Regions from separate parts of the Sus scrofa genome. Here regions 1 and 2 are each linked to region 3. Evidence: chromatin contacts called from public HiChIP or PLAC-seq and promoter capture Hi-C data. All regions are on one chromosome and are shown on one strand. The core of a region is the stretch at or near the end of the contact, and the rest is flanking DNA. Distances in the headings are between cores, read along the strand shown.

Region 1 (3,605 bases), core at 338-2,837, 190 kb before region 3:
CAGGGATCGAACCCGAGTCCTCATGATACTAGTCCAGTTCTTTACCACTGAGCCATGATGGGAACTCCCCTAATCGATTCTTAAAATCCCCTCCAGAGCCAAGGATTCACTAGTTCCCTTTCATCAGTTAACCAGCACAGAGGTATGGAAGAGAACACCAGAATCCATAGCAACCTGCAAACCACAGGGACTTTACCAGGGTGCTCAGCTTCCAGCATCTCCCAGGCCAGATCAAGCAGCAACAGCCTTGTCTGCCTCCCCTGCACTTATCAAAGGTGGCTGACCTGGGACCAGCTGCAGCGAACACACATGCAAGAGATGTGGGGCCATGACCACTTTCATAATCTGCCCAGCCTCGTAAGTGGGGGAGGAAGGTGGGCCAAGGACAGAAGGCCTCTTTCTTGGGTTCCAAAAATGTCTCAGACACTACCCAAGAGCCTGTCGCTAAAATCTTCCCTGGGACTGATATGCAGGGAACTGGCCAGAGCCATGACCTGTTAGGTATTCGATGAAGCTGCTGGAGAGAGAAACCAGGGTTTTAAGCAGATAACCAAAACTGGACTGACTTCTGGGAGATGCCACAGACACCATAATCCTGAAGAGAAAAAACTCACATCAAGGGAGAATTTTTATCTTTCAGAATCTCCCTTTACTATTCCAACAGTGTTGTTGTCAATAACCTTAAAATCCAAGAGGTTTTTTTTTTTTTTTTTTTTTTTTTTTTAAAGGAGGGGGTGGGTAGACTTAAGAAATCTCAAAGAACCTGGCTGGGATTGTGTTCCTGGGCCACTGCCAGGAACTTTGAGTGGCTTAAGAAGATCCATGCAGATTCAGGGGAAAGGTCATAGACTGGAGGGTTCCACTCCTGCGACACTATCTTGGAGCGGGGTTGTCACAGGCTAGGATGGGGGTGGGGGGAAGGGCAGGTCTTTCTACCCTACCCAGGTGTGATGGGATTCTGTCACGCTGGGGGTGCAGGGGGTAATAACTGGACTTAGGGCAGAGGCACGGCGTCTGATGCCGGCAGGCAGGAGAGACGTGGCATATTCCCCAGGGCAGCGGCCAACCCCTAAACCCAAAGGAAATCGGGGTGGGGGTGGGAAGCTGGTTCATCCCCTCTTGCCACCTCCCACTCCTACACACACACAGACACACACACCTCCCTGCCCGTCACCCCTGCCCAGTCAGCTCAGACTGTCTTGTTTGGTGTGCAAACGCGACTTGCTGGTGACACTAGCTATTTCGGGGTCCCTCCATTTCGACCCGCGTGCAGACGCTGCTGTCACGATGGGGAGAAGGACCTCCCCTTCCAATGACTCGTCATCAGGGCAGCCAACCCCCAGCTGTCTGGGCAAGGCGACAGCGGTAGCTACGGCGGGGACAGGAGAAACCCGGGGCACACTCACACGTTGAGGACGTTGCGTTTGTTGCTGAGATAGCTCTCGGGCAGCGGTGAGAGTTCCTTGAGGAGGGACCCCGCCAGCATGGAAGCTGCCAGGGCCCAGGGCAGGTACCGCCGCACAGCCGCCCGCACCAGTGTTCCCCTGAGGACCCACGCGCAGCGCTCCAGGTGCTCCATGCCCGACCTCTTCGGCCACCGTCCGCCGACCCGTGCCTTCTCGGCCACCGTCTCGCCCTTCGTCCCGGCCGGCGAAACCACCTCCCTTTGAGCGCATGCGCGCTGCCCTCAGGCCCCGCCCTTGAGGAGGGTGCGCGTTCTGGAGCCCGCGCGCTCCCCCTCCTGGCCACCGGCGGCCTCTGCAGCGCGCTTGACTCCAAATTCGTCGCTTTCTCTTCACTCAAAATCACCTCCCGGAAAATCACCTTAGCTCCATCCGGGTAAGGCAGGTTTGAACCTCAGCCTCTATGCCTTGCTCTGATCAAAGAAAAAGAGTTTGTGGGAATATTTGCTGGAGGTAAGGAAGAATAAACGTTTCGTTGTAGGAGCTGGGACAGTGGTCTCAGCCTCTTTTGTTTTCTCATCTGTAAAATGAAGAGACAAGAGGAGATCGCCTTTCCCAAGAGTTAATTTATGAACTCAGGGTTCATTGTGGTGTCCAGAAACAGTTGCATGAGAATATAAATGCATACAATCATCGTATTTACATTTAAAATTATTGGATTTATTTTCACCTTCAAAACAACCACATACTTGTATTGAGCGAAAATGCTGGATGCTGAGGGTTAATGACGATAAGATGAGGGTGTTGATGACTCAGTTACTTATTTATCACAGAGTTAAACCTTCTCATCCCCTGGTCTGGTTGGGTGTGTAATTCAGTGTTTCCCAACCTTGAGGCATTTCTTTGCCACTGTATTAATTTTCTAGGACTGCCATAACAAGTTGCCAGAAACGTGTTGGCTTAAACCAACAGAAATATATTCTCTGGCAAGTCTGGAGGCCAGAAGTCTGAAATCAAGCTGTCGATGGGATTGGTTCCTTCTGGAGGCTCCTAGAAGGAGACCTTCCATGGCTCTCTTCCAGTGGCTGCAGGCAGTCCTGGGCATCCTTGGCTTATGGCTGCATCACTCCAATCTCTACTTCTTTCTTCCCATGGTCTTCTCCCTTCTGCGTGTCTGTGTGTCTTCTCTCCTTCCATCTATTATAAGGACACTCGTCACTGGATTTAGGGTCCACTCAAAATCCAAAATAATCACTTCATTAGATCCTTCATTACATGTGCAAAGACTTTATTTCCAAATAAGGTCATATTCCCAGGGATTAAGACTTTGATGTGTCCTTTGGCGCGGGGGGGGGGGGGTGTCACCATTCAACCCCCTGTATCCACTTGAACTGTTTCTGCCATGTCCATACACCACCAGTACTATTATTTCTTCACATTTTTCTTTAGACAATACACATTTAAAACTGAAATACTTATAGACTCCCAAGCAGAAATACCCATAGAATAATAGATTCTATGTGCCAGCTGTATTTCTTCTGTTACAAAAATGACATTTCTGGAGTTCCCTTTGTGGCTCAGCGGTTAACGAACCCGGCTAAGATCCACGAGGATGCGGGTTGATCCCTGGCCTTGCTCAGTGGCTTAAGGATCTGGCGTTGCCATGAGCTGTGGTGTAGGTTGCAGATGCATCTCGGATCCTGCTGTGCCATAGGCCCGCAGTGGTAGCTCCTATTGGACCCCTAGATTGGAAACTTCCATGTGCCGCGCATGCAGCCCTAAAAAGCAAACAAAAAAAGACATTTCTATTGAAATATTTATCATCTCCAGCTGCCTAAAGTAATTTCATGTCACTGTCCAGGGATAGCTACCGTACTTTGGGAAACACTTGCCTGATTTATGCCTGTGATAGATTGATGTTTAAATTCTCTCATGCAGAGAGTCAATCAACTAATAAGAGTGAAAGTATTAATTCCTTAAAACCATCTCAAGATGATCCTCATACCTGTAAATTGCATTTATCTGATCGTAATTTTTATGTAGCAAGATGTCTGGATCTTCAAAGAGTTAGATTTAGAAAAGCAAATGTAAATCAACTTCAATACCATTTTTTTAAAAAGCAAATGTAGTGGTAATTATACTAATTTGGTTTTCCATGGTTGGGGATCAAAGCCACACAGCTGAAAATATTTTAACTGTGAA
Region 2 (3,575 bases), core at 1,003-3,502, 200 kb after region 3:
CCAAGCCAAAAACCCGTGACCTAAGCGAGGACAGGATGGGGCAGTGGTCCTCCCTGGTACAGACAATAACAGGGTACATTGGTTCATAGAGAATCTCAAGATAAAATAGATGATTAAAAAGTCTGCTTTGGAGTTCCCATCGTGGCGCAGTGGTTAACGAATCCGACTAGGAACCATGAGGTTGCGGTTCGGTCCCTGCCCTTGCTCAGTGGGTTAACGATCCGGCGTTGCCGTGAGCTGTGGTGTAGGTTGCAGACACGGCTCGGATCCCGCGTTGCTGTGGCTCTGGCGTAGGCCGGGGGCTACAGCTCTGATTGGACCCCTAGCCTGGGAACCTCCATATGCCGTGGGAGCGGCCCAAGAAATAGCAAAAAGACCAAATTAATTAATTAATTAATTAATTAAAAGTCTGCTTTTTTTTTTTTTTTTTAATCATCAGGCACTGGCACATCTAAATAAGGTCAGTCATAAAATACTGCATCTCCAAAACATCTTTTACTGGTCTAGCCATTAAACAATTGTGGTGACTGTTGAATTTTAATAATATGCAGGTAAGCTTCACGTTAGCACATTTTAATTTCTTAGCCTCTAATAAACCTCTTCTCCCTGGAAGTTAAACTAGAGAATTTCTAGAACTACACCAGCACACGGGCCACCAGCACACGTGGACTTGGACTTCACCAGGAGAGAAAGCTGCTCACGGTTTGGAATCTCGCGCTTGCGGCAAGTACTGTTCCTGTCCCCAGCTCTGTGGTATCACATCTTTCTGTGTCGCAATAGGAGATGCAAAGAAACGTGATGGATGGAAGACGTAGGTAGTTTAATTCTGTCATTCTAAGTGACTCCTTAGGGTTTTGATTTGTGTTTAAAATTTGGAACAGTGAAACCGTGTGGACTTAAAGGGTATTGTTTTTGCTTGGTAAGGGCAAATCCGGTTCGTCCATGAAATATATTTATTTCATCCCACAGTGATCCCTGGTGACATTTTTGCTATATGAAGGAGGCAGGGGGAGGCTTGGAAATGACCCATTCTGGGTGTAAAATCGGCATGCCTCTGACTGAAACATAAGCCTTAATAAATAACACGGCCTCTCCTTCTCTTCAAGTCTGTGGACACCCCACCCTCACCCTCAACCACTTCCTCCAGCCATAAATGATCACATCCCACATTTTCATCTTCAATTTCCATCCCATCAACTCATTCCTTGGGATTGCAGCCAAGATCAAGTCCCTCTTCTTGCTCGCCAACTGCCCCCTTCTGGACCCCTCTGCTGCCCAGCTCCATCACTTTGATGTTGGGGGGCTGGGGGAGAGGATGGGGGCCAAAACCTTCTCCAGCCCCCCACCCGACACCACCTCTACTATCATCTTTGTCAAATTTCTACAGTCAAAGCGGATGTCTTTTTTTTTTTTTTTTTTTTGTCTTTTCTAGGGCCAGTCCCATGGCATAGGAAGGTTCCCAGGCTAGGGGTCCAATCGGAGCTGTAGCCACCAGCCTACGCCAGAGCCACAGCAACACGGGATCGAGCAGCGTCTGCGACCTACACCACAGCTCATGGCCACACCAGATCCTTAACCCACTGAGCAAGGCCAGGGATCGAACCTGCAACCTCATGGTTCCTAGTCGGATTCGTTAACCACTGTGCCACGACAGGAACTCCCGAAGCTGATGTCTTTATACCTGCCCCTCCCCCAGCAGCTGGGACATGTAAGTGCCCCCCAAACACTGGTAGCATGACTTGCGTGGGTCTTACTCCCTTGTGGATGGCGCCCCCCAGTACAGTCAGCTCCAGTCACACAGGTACCTCTGGTGCCCAGAACAGGCACTGCTAGCACACTGACCCCTCTGCCTGGAACGTTCTGCCCTCTCTAACTCCCCTTTGCCTCGGTGCCTCCTTCAGAAAGCTGTCCCTCCCCCTGATCAGGAGCCCCCCCCCACCTCGGCCCCCTCAATAGTCCCAGGAATTCCACCTGCTCTTCCACTCTCCCCTCCCCCTCCAGGCTTTGCCCCCCATTTCGGGAGCTGAAGACACAACAGAGGGGGCCTTAGAGTTGGTTGAATTCCGCAAAATGGATTTGGTTCTTGCAGATTGCCCAGCAGTGCCCTGCAAGAGCTGGCACACACGAGGTCCAGCCCGCACGGGTTCATCCACTGCGGGCCGCCTTCCAGAGCTCGGCAGGCAGGCCCCCGGGGAAGGTCCCTCATTGCCAAAAGCAAATAGGCCGCCCAGGGAAGTTTTGCTCTGCGTCACACCCACCTCTGGATGGCTGCCCATCTTCCTGCCAGAAACCGCAGGCCCGCTGGAGCTGCCCAGAGTCCGAACCATGGGGTTTGGGAGGACTTGGGTCGGCTGTGCAAAGGGGGTGTCAGCTGAGTACTTCCTGGACCAACAGCCCCCGCTGGGGTCGGGCAGAGGGTCTGGGGCAGGGCTGCAGCGGCTCCAGCTGCAGCTTGGGAAGGCCCTCTTGGGCTGGGAGGAGCTAGAGAGGTCCCTGCCAGCCTGTCACAGGCTCTCAGTGCTGGCACTGGCTCTGGCAGTCATACACACACACACACACACACTGGCAAGCACCCCCTTGGTGACCTCCACGGTCTCACCTTCAGGTAAATGGGCTCATCAATGGGAGGCTGAGGATGGGAGAGAAATAGGACTACGAAGGCAGCGTGTGTGTGCGCACGCGTATGTGTGTGTGTGTGTGGTGTGTGTGCCTGGGAGTGACCTCACAGCTGCCGGAACATAAAGACTTACAGGTCCTGCCTCCCAGGCTCAAAGCTGGCTCCGTGGGGAACACGGTGACATGGGAGGCACAGCACAGACTCTCATCCTGGCCTTCTCCCTCCTCTGCCTCCTCTCCAAGGTAAGGCCCTCCCCCGCCCCCCGGCCCAGAAACGTACTGCTGGCTTCCTGGGTGTGGTGGGGGAGGGGAGAATCCCTGCAGGCCTCCTGTGCTGGGCTCAGCCCCGCTTCCCTCCCTGGTGCCCAGACAGCTGTCTCTGGCCAGCTCTGCTGTGTGACCTCAGACCCATCCCTTCCCCTCTCTGAGCCTCAGCTGCCTCGTCAGTTGCGTGGATAAAATGTGCATGAGGCCTTGGTGAAGGTCATATATCAGAGTCCATTGAAAGGGCTCAGCACAGGATCTGGCATGTGGCGAATGTTTAAAAGAGGACTTTCGTGATTATCGCCTCTGAGCCCCTCTCCAAAGAAGTGGGTGTCCTCATGATAAACAGGGAGACTCAAGACAAGGTCTGCTTTGCCTATGAGCTAGGATTCGAGTGGATGATGGTGTCTGGCTGATTGGAAGCTTCGCCTGCTGACCCCAGCTGGAGGGGGATGCGGGGCAGCCCCATGGAATAACGACCTTCTCTCATGGGATATTTTCACAGGGCTTGTGGAACATCTAGCTTGCCTAGCATGCCCAACGACCCCATCAGCCATGATTATTTTCTGTTTTCAGTCAAGTAAGGCTCAGAGAGGGTAAGCCACTTGCCCCAAACCACACAGCATCAGAGCAATAGAGGCAGTAGAGCCCCGGAGAGACCTGGGTGTGGGTGAGTGGGGACCGCCGTCAGCGCC
Region 3 (3,254 bases), core at 41-2,540:
TATTTTGGTTCCTTCCTTATCTCTTCGGAATAGTCTCTAAGAACCAGCTGAGAGGCTGTGTCCTGGGCTTAAGTCCTCAGTTTCGTCAGCCAGATAAAACATAATTCTTTTTTTTTTTTTTTTTTTTTTTTTTGTCTTTTTGCTGTTTCTTTGGGCCACTCCCGCAGCATATGGAGATTCCCAGGCTAGGGGTCCAATCGGAGCTGTAGCTGCCAGCCTACGCCAGAGCCACAGCAACACGGGATCCAAGCTGCGTCTGCAACCTACACCACAGCTCACGGCAACGCCGGATCCTTAACCCACTGAGCAAGGGCAGGGATCGAACCCGCAACCTCATGGTTCCTAGTCGGATTCGTTAACCACTGCGCCACGACGGGAACTCCAGATAAAACATAATTCTTAAGTTTTTGGTTGTGCTTTTTTTTTTTTTTTTCCTTCAGTCAATGGCTGTATGCGTAGCTTGAAGATAAGTCTATTCTAAACTGTATCTACATCTATTTCAGTCCCTCTTAATTTTTTTTTTTTTTGTGGCAATCCATTTTATGGATGTACCATAATTTACCTAACCATTGTTGGTGGACGGTTAGACTGGTCTCGGCCTTTTTGCTGTCATACACAATGGAGCAATGAATACCTTTTATGCTCATGTTCCAATATTATCTGCAGGATTATTCCAGAAAATATAACTGCTGGTGTTAAAGTAAATTTTTTCTCATATTGAAATTAAATCTGGCGATCTCATGCTCACTGTCAGCCCAAAGAAACACGTTTTTTTGTTTTTTATTTTTTAAAAAATTCTTTGTCACACCACCAAGTTGGAAATTAGAGAGAGAGGCATGTGCCACCCCTCCCACATCAGTTTTCACGGCTTTAAATATCCCCAGTCTAGCAAGCTTCCGCCTGCGGCTCCAAATCTTCCCGGAATAGTCTCCATCTCAGGTGACAGAGAGAGAAACTGAGGCACAGGCAGGCTCTGAAACACAAGTCCTGCCCCTGCCCTGCTGTCCCCTTTCCACCCAACGTTTCCTTCCTTCTCTTTTCCCTCGGCGACAAGTTCCAGGCTGCCAGCCCCCACCCTGGGTTTCTCACCACTCAAAATCCCAACTGCCAGCCGCTTTCTCTCCTCCGCCCGCTCGGGGGCAGCGGCCGGGGCCGCGAAGTCTCCTGGTCCCCTCCGAGCCGCCGTAGCGCCAGCCTCGGGAGAGCGGCAGCTCCGGTTGCCAAGGCAACGTGCGCCGCTGAGCGCGGCCGGCGCCAGGCGGCCCTAGGGAGGCGCTGCGGGCCGGTGGCCCGGGCTCGGCTGGCGGCTGCACTGCAGGTGAGCAGGGGCCGGGAGGGTAGTCGCGGCCCAAACGCGCGTCTCCCGGCGTCGACTCGTCGCAGCAGGCGAGGGGCTGGGAGTCTGGGGACCCCAAGGAAGGAGACCGGGGCCTGACCTTTAAGCTCCCTGCCGGCGCCAGGGCGGCGCCCCCTCGTGCCCTTTAACCCTCGGCGTTGGTGTGGAGAGCGCTTTGGGATGTTTATTTGGGGGCTGTTGGCCTGATTTGAAAGTTTCTTAAAAAAAAAAAAAGCCATTCTTATTTGGGGATCGAGGAATAACTCGGAACTATAGAGAACGTGCTTCTGTGCGACTCTGGGGCCAGAGAGGATTGATTTCTTTGTGTATCAGTTTTCCCATCTGCAGAATGGGGATAATGAGAGCACCTGTCTTAGATGGTAATTATGAAGTATATTTAGATTTCAAATTCTTGCAGGTGAGTCCTCAATCCTTGGGAGCTTTTATTATTACTACCACTACTACTAGGAGGTCCATCATTGAGCATGTATTGTGTGCCAGGGCCTGGGCTGATGGCCAGGAGTAAAAAAGTGAATGAGACATCTTGTTCTCAGGGAACTCCACAGTTTTACCGTATAAATAGGAATTCATTGTGGTTCCAGCTTTGATTTTTGACATACTGGGGATTGTGAATATGCAGAGAAGTCAGTTCACCTAAATAGCTGGAGATGAGGTTGTGGAAAATGGTCAAAGAGAGATTCCAAAAGAAGATGACTTCCAAAATGAGACATGAAGGCTGCCTTTGTATCTGCTGGAAGATGAAGCTGGTGGAGTGCGTTCTGTTCTAGGTAGAGAGAACAGCCAGTGCAAGGTCTTGGGGTGAAAAATGCAGACTTCTTGGACATTTGCAAGGATTTCACAGCCTGGTTAGACCGATTGGAAGTGGTCTGGCTAGCTGTATTTGACAGATAAGCAGTTGCCCTTGTAAGTTTTGAGGCGTTTGGGCTTCTTTGTGGGGTCTAGTGGGGCGCACCAAAGGATTTAAATCAGGTGATGAATATGTATTGTGTGTGTTTGATCAGAGGTTTGGTTTTTTGTTTTTTCTCAGTCTCATCACTCCTCCAGGCTGTTTTTCACATTGCGGCTATTCATTTATGCAAAAAAAAATATTTTTCATCTTGCAAAAAAATATTTATTGAGTGTCTGCTGTGTGCCAGACACTGTGTTAAGTAGTAAGGAATACATGCCATGTCCTCGTGGCATGTATTCCACACATATTCAAAGATACTTTTGTGGAGACAAAAGCAGTTCAGTACAAGTGGAATTTAATCAATATTGGAAGAGACCCATTCAGGGAGATTTTGCTTTTTTTTGGGGGGGGGAGGCCCAAATCATTCAGGGCCACTATGTTGCACACTCTAGACAGAACCATTCACTTAGACTACACAGGAAAAAATGGCCAGGGAAGTGGGAGGAAAGCTAAGAGTGTGTAGTAATGAAAGCTCAAGGAAGAGGTCAACTTTGCTGGACGGTGCTGCTGAGATTTCAAGCGAAATAAGTTAAAGGCTAAAATGTGCCTTTTGCATAAGTAAGTATAGAGGTCACCAAGCACTTTAATTGAGCAGATTTGGTGAAAGGGTGGGGGCGGAATCTATAATATCGGCAACTTCCAAAGGTTCAATGTAATATGTCAGTGGGATGAGAGAGAGTGGGATGTGAGAAAGTAAAGACGGTGTAGGCAGCTCCAAGAAGTGTGGCTGTGAAGGGAAGCGAGAGAAGGCAGGCTGTAGAGTGGGGAATCAGGTGAAGTCATTTTAAGCAGGAGAGAGACACGAGCAGATTTAAATGCTGGTGGCAGAGAGCCAGCGAGTGAGGGCGAGGCTGAGAAAGTACAGATGAAGGGGAAAAATCGATGGCACAGCTTTCCAGAGACTGTGAGAGTGGATGCGATCCACAGCACAGATCCTTTGCAAAGAAT

Evidence for each region. Promoter capture Hi-C pulls out the DNA fragments that hold promoters and counts their contacts. HiChIP or PLAC-seq counts read pairs in DNA pulled down with a chosen protein or histone mark.
Region 1: a contact with region 3 is called in a promoter capture Hi-C map of liver, with 3 times the contacts expected there. The contact joins the promoter of FITM2 here to the promoter of PKIG in region 3. A contact is called at or near these places in 2 of 5 promoter capture datasets (fetal liver and liver) and 1 of 47 Hi-C or Micro-C datasets (liver).
Region 2: an H3K27ac HiChIP or PLAC-seq map of skeletal muscle shows a contact between it and region 3, with 6 times the contacts expected there. The contact joins the promoter of WISP2 here to the promoter of PKIG in region 3. A contact is called at or near these places in 1 of 47 Hi-C or Micro-C datasets (embryonic fibroblasts) and 1 of 2 datasets of contacts at active chromatin or transcription factors (skeletal muscle).

The regions. Positions count from the first base shown.
Region 1 is chr17:46,744,311-46,747,915 of Sscrofa11.1, forward strand. It overlaps FITM2 (fat storage inducing transmembrane protein 2), which reads right to left and starts at 1,588. Exons shown (of 3, transcript NM_001128460.1): 1 at 1,407-1,588. The coding sequence starts at 1,579.
Region 2 is chr17:47,128,984-47,132,558 of Sscrofa11.1, forward strand. It overlaps WISP2 (WNT1-inducible-signaling pathway protein 2), which reads left to right and starts at 2,253. Exons shown (of 5, transcript XM_003134452.4): 1 at 2,253-2,605; 2 at 2,745-2,859. The coding sequence starts at 2,800.
Region 3 is chr17:46,932,216-46,935,469 of Sscrofa11.1, forward strand. PKIG (cAMP-dependent protein kinase inhibitor gamma) reads left to right here and starts at 1,291. Exons shown (of 5, transcript NM_214371.1): 1 at 1,291-1,318.